Regions from separate parts of the Rattus norvegicus genome. Here region 1 is linked to region 2. The links are chromatin contacts, called in public Hi-C maps. All regions are on one chromosome and are shown on one strand. The core of a region is the stretch at or near the end of the contact, and the rest is flanking DNA. Distances in the headings are between cores, read along the strand shown. Region 1 has its middle 96 kb from the start of Ghr. Region 2 has its middle 16 kb from the start of Ghr.

Region 1 (4,831 bases), core at 1,522-4,021, 80 kb after region 2:
AGACTCCTCCTTCATAAAGCTTGTTTAATAGGACATCCTTAAAGAGAAAGTTTACTATTAGCTCCATTACTAGGTCTCTTAGAATAGTAGCATGAGAAGAATTGTTGAAATTATTACTACTTGAAATATATAACAGTTGAGAAACAGAAGTATGCCGAAATACCATGCAGTAGTTACTCCTCCAACAAGCCCTGGGCTCAACATGGCCTCCTGAATACCGAACTCAAGTGATGAGCATATACACACAACCTCTGTAGGCACAGGAAGAGGTCCGTAATTTGACAAATCCACAGTAAACCCCACCTGACGATCTGCTACAAATAACCCTAGGGAGTTTTGGGTATACTTTCTGGTCCTCAGTTTCCAACTTCCTGGCACAAAATATTTTAAATTCTTTGTACATAAGAGAAGAAATTATTATATCCAAGACTTGTCTGGGAGCTACTTTGGTAATTGAGCTGTCTCTTTAAATCCTTCAGCTTCGATAAATTCCCCTAGTTTAAAAAAAACTATATGATTTGAAGTTTATTGCTTTTCATTCAACTGTTACCAGTTGTTCCGTAATATTACCATTATATATTATTAACATTGCATTTCTTAACTGAATGCTGAGTCGCAATTACTGCTTTTATAGTCCCAATGTCTATCACATTTCAAAGGACATATTCGTGGCTCAGTAAATATGTGCTCTGTCTTTTATATTTTACATAGATACCAAAAAATACCACTGGTTTGACCCAACTGGTACCCTTTGGGGGGGAACTCCTTTGCTCAGCATTGTTCCTCCAATTATTTTAAAAGTAACTTTTCATATGATATAATTCTCATAAAAATACTCAACTCCACACAACCAAACTTAAAACTTCATGGTTATGATGGGGTGTATGAAGGTCCAGTCTAGTTATACCTAAGGGGCTAGAGAGGTGTTTCAGCAATTAAGAGCACGTGCACTATTCCAAAGGACTGAACAAATCCATGGAGGCCATAACTGGATGTGATTCTAGTTGAGAGGTCAGTCCCTCTTAGGATCTCTGTGATCATCAAGTACCCATGTGGTGTACAGTCTTACATGCAGGCAAGACACCCATATACATAAAAATAATTTTTAATAAAATATAATATTAATGTCTCCATACTGCTTGAACTTGTAGATGTTTTGAAGTTCTGTGGGAAGGATTCTCTTTGGGATGCTTGTCATCAAGTGCTGTCATTGAACTAAGGAACTCAAACAAAAATTCATAATGTACTTAGATTCCAGGTATTATCATTATCTACATTTCTTTGCCCCAGACTATCTCTGGACACTCCTGTTATCTCAATTGCTCAGTATGTCTTCCTACTACTAAGGCAAAGCCATCAATGGAATATTTATTTAGCGTCTGTGAAAAGTCAGATATCACTTGGGCAGTATCTTTCAGAAAGATAAGATACAACAGTTTTAATGTGAGAGATATCATTTCTCTTCATTCTCTGGCTTCTTGTTTTAATATCTTTTATTTGCTCAATATAAACATGGTATATATTTTCAGCTATCATGACCTTCTTCAAGGATTCTGGTACTTTTCTCTATCCTTATGGGATGATAACTTTGAATATATATAATATTTACAATTCATCATTCTTCTATCCTTTACCAGGCAATTTTTCCCTTTGTTTTGCCAAATTGACATTTTCCAGGCTAAAAAGCACATAGCTTGAAGGTCCCTGGAAAGGCAACTGACAGGACAAATCCTGAGTCATCACACTGCCCAAGACCAAAGTTGACTTTCTGACAATTAGAAAGGAAAATTGAAGTTTGAGCTTATCAGCCATCATCCAAGTCCAGATGGGCTTACAGCATCAGATATCACAAGAGCTTTAAGCAAGCGAGGGACCTGCTTATGACTCCGTTCTGCATAGCTCCATTCTGCTTTCCCTTACAATGACAACACCAGAGGAGAAAAGTGGACATGATTCTTAATACACTAACTACATTTTCAAAGCAAAATAATAAAGAGTTGTTTGACAAATGAATTGTTATAAGTCTCTCATACGTTACAGGAACTAAAATAAAACGTCTCTTTTAAGATTTTTTTAATGAAAATCTTTCTTTTACATGTTTTGCTTTATTTTCTAAACTAGTGAAGAAACAATCAAGTGATTATTGTATCAAATATGTTTATGGAGCACAGTAAGTTGTTCCTTGCTGGAAGGTTCATAAAAATGCACCTTCAGTTTGTGGACAATTCTGAGCAGGTGGCAAGGAGATTGATAATTTGTTGAGAAGCCCAAGACCTCAAACCAATCACAGCAGACCTCAAACCAATCACTGTATGAGCCACTGATGCTAAAGATCCTATGCAGAAATACAAGGTAGACCTTACTATATTCTCAGGGGAGGAAAGTAAGTTCCAGAGGAGCTCATCATCACCATTTGAGTGGTAAATTCCCAGTCAATGAGCCCTAAAGGGTTTGCTTTTTTAACCCCACCCTTTTTCACACATAAGTCAGCTTTCCCATCTCACAGCAAGGTTGCTTAGACCTTAGAAATCATGAGTAGCAGAACACTCATCTAATTCCCAGCTAGACGTACTGCAGGATATGGGGACCTAATTGCCTACGGATGTTAGAGTATAGCTTCTAATGGAGACCGAGCACTTTAGTGTTGCCTGGGACATTAGCAAGCCATTTACCTCCTGAGTAAAAAGTGAGTTGTTGATTTAGTCATGTCCTCTACCTGCGTCTCAAACCCCGTTGCCAAAGGAAGCATTTCTGTCCAGTGTACTTTCACCTCATTTGGGGCCAGATGGCACACTCTATGGGACTCGGGCAGAACAAGCCTTCAATAAATGTTTGATTGCCATTAGTGACTCACGATCATGAAAGCAGACACAATAAGGTCCATGAAAGAAATACATCCTAGTCAGAACCTGTCTGCAACACACAGCTGCAACTCGCTGATCTTCAGAAAATCCTAATCCTGTCATTTTCTTGGTAGGTACACTCCTTCATAGGGAGGGAAAGTTAAGGAGCTATCTACATAGCATATAAAATTATATTTATTTCTCTTATTACACTTTGTATGAAGTAATAGCAAGTGTGGGCTTGAGGAACCCGTGAGATGGTTACAACATTGACTATAGATTCATAGTAATCTGAAAAGAACATATTGTTGTCTCCCTTATAGGGTTGAAATTAGTTAATGGTATAAAGAGACGGCTGATTAAACACCATAGATGTTAAACTGTCTTTATAGATAGAATGTATAAAACCAAGAGTTCCTAATCTGTGTTTTGGGCAAAATATATTAATTAGGGGCAGAGAGAATGGGGAACTTGAGGCAAATTGTTCATAACAGAGAAGGGTAAGGTTCGATGGTGGTAAGAAAGACTCCTAGGACAGGTAACAAAAATTTAAGGGAAAGAGCACAGGGCTTCCAAATATAGAAAGATTTCTAAACAACAGGAAGGAAAATTAGATTCAATCGAAGAATAGGAGAATAGGGAATTTTTAAAAGTTGATTTGGTACGAGGTTGAATTTTCTCCAAAGAAAGTTCTAGAATTGATTGGCCAGGGAGAAGGTGAGGTTGCAATTCACTATTTCTAGGAGGCGATAGACTAGCTATTGAAGTGGAGAGTCACACACTACCGAACGTTACCTTTGAAGTAGTTATCGAGCTAAGCAGCTCTATTATTGGGTATAAGATTGTCACTATAGCAGTTCCAGGTGGGGAAAGCATCACTTTCTAAAAAGGGCATTCTGCCCTGCTTACACATCAGGCTGAGGGGTTGACTTTAGTCTTATCAAACTCAAATTCTCACCAACTCTAACTTAAGTGCTCATAGCATTCAAATCATGGCTACATCAGGGTAGCTCCCCCCCCCCCCCTTCATGCCGGGGTTTGACCCTAGTGCCTTACACTTACTATGTGCTCATTCTCTGCTACACCCAGCCTTCTTTTATAAAGAAAATTGTGTTTGTATAGCCACACACACCAAGGAGCAGAAGTATTTCCATTATTGACATATTTAAAGATGCAGTCTTGAAGAGCAAGCACACATCACTTCTTGGTCTTTTTGGCTGAGACTGAGTTTAAAGCAACCGGACCTCCAAAATTATGTCATTTGCTGGTGGAAACTGCTAAGAAGCTTAATCCTCTGGTTAGTAGATTTTTACAAGTAGAGACCACGTTTTGTTGTAAGTTAAACAATCTGGTGTCCCATATTCCCTCATATCACTCAGATTTATCTGTACATTAACAATGCTTAGCAGCAGATAGCCAAAAAGGCTGGCCAAGTTGGAACAACTTCAAGATCTGTTTCCACACTGGGGTGTTTCGTGCACTTGGCAGAAGCAGGCTGCAACTGTAGCTTCATTTATTACGCTGTGCTATAAACATTATGTCCTGAGCTAACAAGACACTCCACATGACGGTCCCATAGGTTACCAAGCACTGTAAACATCTGTTAAAACGGGCGCCAGAGACAGCATAGTCAAGGCCTGTAGTGTCCATTGGAAAGTGGTTTATGAGGTGCAGTCTACTGTTTAAAAATGAATAATCAAAAACACAGCCGCAAACCCTGGCTAAAACAAATATTTGCCAGGCAAAGTTAGGCTCATTTTGAAACACTATGTGGTAATGCCCTCACGTCACCACTGTAGTCACAGACTCGTTTCACACCTTGCTCATTGAGCCTTGGTCTTCCACGGTATTCAGGAGACCATAACTGTAATCTCACTGTGATCTATTTACTCCCAAAAGAAAAAGAAGGGACATTTGAGTATTGATTGACCGATTTCTTTTCCCTCTAGATCAATGTGAAGACAAAATTTATAAGGACAGAAGAAGGC
Region 2 (5,028 bases), core at 942-3,441:
ATTTAAAAAATAAGTCTCATCTCAGGTTTTTAAAGTGAAAACTTCATCTAAAAAAATTCTTATCATTGTCTTCCCCATTTTCTTTCTGCATCTTTCTCAACCCTCCGACGTTTTTAATTTGAGAAGAAAAAGGTAGTTCCAAATCAGTCAATCTGGTGTTACATGTTATTCTGGGTGCTCTAACGAATCCCAAGAATGGGTTACCTGAACAATACTTTCAAATATTCTACTTTGTCTCCTCTCCTCTACAATAGGTGCATCTTTAGTGAGCACCTGTAAATAATTACACATCCTGCCAATCAAGTGCAAACAGCCAAGTTTCAAAGTTTGCCCCAGCCACCTGCCTAGAAATGTTTTGACTGTGCCAGTTTCAGCAAAAGGCACACCAGGCAATTAACCAGGACAAGCGTCATTTCAAGCCAACACCTCTGCTTCAAGTGTAAGTTCTAGTCTTTTTGCTGACAAACTTTAGGTAGTTTCAAAGTTTCCTCAGCATGCCCATGTATCTCTCCTCAAGAAAAACAAGCAGTGGGTTGGGGATTTAGCTCAGTGGTAGAGCGCTTGCCTAGGAAGCACAAGGCCCTGGGTTCGGTCCCCAGCTCCGGGAAAAAAAAAAAAAAAGAAAGACAAGCAGTGCTTATCCCAAGTCTGAGATTTTTACATTTTTCCTTCTTAAGTTCTTGCTCTATCGCTCATCTCCAAGTCAGTCTTCTTCCTTCTTTTTTTCCCCTATTGTTTCTCCCTGTTTGTTCCCAAGGTCAGACCTACTCTAAGATGTTTTTATGTATTGAACCACACAAAGAAGATCATACTTGTACCCTAGCCAATTTTCTGCTGGCTCTTGTGATAAGATTGGCACAGCCCGTGGTTTTCTGGGCAGGTGGCTGGGGCAAACTTTGAAACTCAGTTGTTTGCACTCGATTGGCAGGATGTGTAAATATTTACACGAGGGTTCATATCATATGTCATGTTGTAGAGCAGGAGACCCTGGTACCCAAGGCCACACAGTTGGGAAGCAGCTGAACCAGGATTCTAGGCAGCCTGCCTGACCTACGGTCACCAGCAGCCACTGGACTGTGCAGTCTCTTCTGGTTTTCTCAGAGTCACACTTAGGATTGATATGACTATTTATACATTGTAAGTTGGACAGTAGCAGTGATATCTATGCGATTAGCCTCTGAGGCACTTGAGAAAACCCCAACTCTTACTTTATCAAACTGCCACACAGTTGGTTTTAAAGGTAGCTGATAGAACACTTCATTGAGGTTGTCTGCATTACCGTTTCCACCTGAAGTCTTACCTCTTCTGTAATGAGGCCCACTGATGAACGCAGGATCAAAATACTAACTAGAGGCACTAATGATCCCAGCAAATGGCAGAAAGTGAATAAAAACAAAAATCTAACCTCTTAAATGTCACAGTTATTCTCTGTACCCATACTCCCAAATAAATCAAATAAAAGCTTGGGCTTTGGTACCATTTATCGTTGTTCTTTGTTTCTGTGATCAAGTAGAGTTTTCATTGGGGTAAAGTTTTGTATTTGAATTAAATAGCTTCATGGGGTGAAGGCTAGAAGAGTAACTCCTTGGAGACTAGCATACCTAATGAACTAATTCAGAGTCTGTGAGAAAGCAGGAGAAATGGCATGGTTGCTCCAGTGTCCCTTTTACCAGAGACTGTAACTATGCTCTATTCTATTTACAACCATACCCTGCTCTTCCTGGTTGTAAGGACTGGAAGACTGGACCACCCACTGCACATCCCCAGCTAAATAAACAGCTGTAGTTGAGAGAAGTGCAAAATTCTTGGCTTGTTCTTTTATAGCCACCCAGTGTTAATTCAAGACTGAGTTCCAACAGGATACAGACTGCATCCAACAGTGTGAAACCAGGATCCCAATTAAAGCTCCTGGCAAACACGCATTCATTAGGTAAGCGCTCAACTTGCACCCATCATCACCCTCCCTCTGTCTGAATGATGCCTGAGGCTATAAAAGCCAACCCAATTGAGATGGCGCAGAGTATGAACACTGAAGCGAAGTGCAGCGGCCCAAGAAGCTGGCTTTATTGGTAAGATGGCCCTTTTCAACAACAGGAAGAGAAGACTCAGGAAGATGAAGACAGAGAAGCATGAGAACAAGGGTAACCAGTAGCAAATTCTGCATGAAGGACATCGCTAGCAGTTGTCAACAGTAGCTAGCTGCATGAAAGGCTTTGCCTATGCCAAAATAAACTATGAGGGAAAGACGTATCCAGATAGACAAAGTTGCTCCCTGGATTTGCAGCTATTTTACTTGATGGCTATTCCTTTATTTTTTTGGAGAGGAATCAGGCTTAGAATATTCACAGAAATATTTGCATATTTGTATCTAGGGTCTATCATGTGTAAGGTGCCACATTTCAGTTAAGCCTGTATCATGCTTTCTATAACCTGTGGGCTAATCAGCTTCAACAGTTCCCGTCAGTACCCTTGATCGAAGGTGACTGCCCTTTCCTGGCCCCTCTCAGGAGACTGTTGGCTTTACGATCTTAGTTGTAAGCACTGCCTGTCTTGGATACTCTTCTTCATCAAAAACCTCAAAAAAGGTCCAACAAATAGGTCTTCAAAAGTCTAGCCGGAGGTCACAGACTGAGTCAAGACACCTTGCTGTTAAGGTGTAAATGCAATGTAAATGTTCCCAATTGGCTGGTGGTACTGTTTTTTGTGGGGTAGATGGTAAGACTTTTTAGATGTGTGATACAGCTGGCAGACAAAGGGCTTTCCCTAAAGCCTGAGCCTCTCTGATTCCTGGTTGGTGACCCATTCAAGCAAATATCATGTGCTACTTTTGCCCACCTACTCCACCAAACGAAACCTTTCTTTCCTCTAGTCACTGCTCTCAGGAGTTTCTTTACACTGAGGAGTAGAGTAAATAAGTAGTGCAGAGACTGGGCTGTCATAAACCTAACTAGAGGGTTCATAAGCCTTTGGGATTGGTTTGGGGGAAGGATGTGGCAAGACTTGGAGCTGTAGGCTACCTAAGCGTTAGAATGCCATAAGTAGAACGTAATGTGGCCCTCTGGTGAGAGGCCAGCAGAACAGAGTAATGAAGACGGCGAAGGCAGCACTCAGGAGGTTTCAGGGGGAATAATGACTCTTATCAAGAGCAAGTGAGGCTATTCCTGTTACATCATAGAAATGGATCAAGCCGTGTTCTATCTGTGTCCTGGAATCTTGACTGAGGTGGAATTCAAAAGTAATAGTTGTTTGGCGAAAGAAATTTCGAGACAGCTCAACATCTAAGCTCTGGCATGGTTATTGCTCAATATTTTCAGTGATGTTTACTAAAGTAAGAAGCAGAACAGAATGATATGAAAACGTGCTTCTTGGAGTGTGAAAACAGATAAAGTTGTAGGCAGGAAGAATGGCTGCGAACAATGCCAGCATTTGTTAAAGAAACTAGTAGCATTAAAAAGAAGGCTTGAGGAAATTCAAAAAATCATCAGATCTTACTATAAAAACCTATATTCAACAAAACTTGAAAATCTTCAGGAAATGGACAATTTCCTAGACAGATACCAGGGACCGAAGTTAAATCAGGAACAGATAAACCAGTTAAACAACCCCATAACTCCTAAGGAAATAGAAGCAGTCATTAAAGGTCTCCCAACCAAAAAGAGCCCAGGTCCAGACGGGTTTAGTGCAGAATTCTATCAAACCTTCATAGAAGACCTCATACCAATATTATCCAAACTATTCCACAAAATTGAAACAGATGGATCACTACCGAATACCTTCTACGAAGCCACAATTACTCTTATACCTAAACTACACAAAGACACAACAAAGAAAGAGAACTACAGACCAATTTCCCTTATGAATATCGACGCAAAAATACTCAACAAAATTCTGGCAAACCGAATCCAAGAGCACATCAAAACAATCATCCACCATGACCAGGTAGGCTTCATCCCAGGCATGCAGGGATGGTTTAATATACGGAAAACCATCAACGTGAACCATTATATAAACAAACTGAAAGAACAAAACCACATGATCATTTCATTAGACGCTGAGAAAGCATTTGACAAAATTCAACACCCCTTCATGATAAAAGTCCTGGAAAGAATAGGAATTCAAGGCCCATACCTGAACATAGTAAAAGCCATATACGGCAAACCAGTTGCTAACATTAAACTAAATGGAGAGAAACTTGAAGCAATCCCACTAAAATCAGGGCCTAGACAAGGCTGCCCACTCTCTCCCTACTTATTCAATATAGTTCTTGAAGTTCTAGCCAGAGCAATCAGACAACAAAAGGAGGTCAAGGGGATACAGATCGGAAAAGAAGAGGTCAAAATATCACTATTTGCAGATGATATGATAGTATATTTAAGTGATCCCAAAAGTTCCACCAGAGAACTACTAAAGCTGATAAATAACTTCAGCAAAGTGGCTGTGTATAAAATTAACTCAAATAAATCAGTTGCCTTCCTCTATACAAAAGAGAAACAAGCCGAGAAAGAAATTAGGGAAACGACACCCTTCATAATAGACCCAAATAATATAAAGTACCTCGGTGTGACTTTAACCAAGCAAGTAAAAGATCTGTACAATAAGAACTTCAAGACACTGAAGAAGGAAATTGAAGAAGACCTCAGAAGATGGAAAGATCTCCCATGCTCATGGATTGGCAGGATTAATATGGTAAAAATGGCCATTTTACCAAAAGCAATCTACAGATTCAATGCAATCCCCATCAAAATACCAATCCAATTCTTCAAAGAGTTAGACAGAACAATTTGCAAATTCATCTGGAATAACAAAAAACCCAGGAGAGCTAAAGCTATCCTCAACAATAAAAGGACTTCAGGGGGAATCACTATCCCTGAACTCAAGCAGTATTACAGAGCAATAGTGATAAAAACTGCATGGTATTGGTACAGAAACAGACAGATAGACCAATGGAATAGAATTGAAGACCCAGAAATGAACCCACACACCTATGGTCACTTGATTTTTGACAAAGGAGCCAAAACCATCCAATGG

What was found. A called contact is a pair of places that touch in the nucleus more often than the background predicts.
Region 1: a contact with region 2 is called in a Hi-C map of liver, with 3 times the contacts expected there. The contact joins two enhancer-like sites. A contact is called at or near these places in 2 of 12 Hi-C or Micro-C datasets (kidney and liver).

The regions. Positions count from the first base shown.
Region 1 is chr2:54,525,255-54,530,085 of GRCr8, forward strand. It overlaps a transcript of Ghr not described here. Among named protein-coding and RNA genes, the nearest start is that of Ghr, 96 kb to the left of the region's middle. Within about 2 kb of position 2,772, at least 1 of the 93 cell types and tissues checked has an H3K27ac peak or open chromatin away from gene starts, as enhancers often do. A contact at or near this core is called in liver, where this site is marked.
Region 2 is chr2:54,445,375-54,450,402 of GRCr8, forward strand. It overlaps a transcript of Ghr not described here. Among named protein-coding and RNA genes, the nearest start is that of Ghr, 16 kb to the left of the region's middle. Within about 2 kb of position 2,192, at least 6 of the 93 cell types and tissues checked have an H3K27ac peak or open chromatin away from gene starts, as enhancers often do. A contact at or near this core is called in liver, where this site is marked.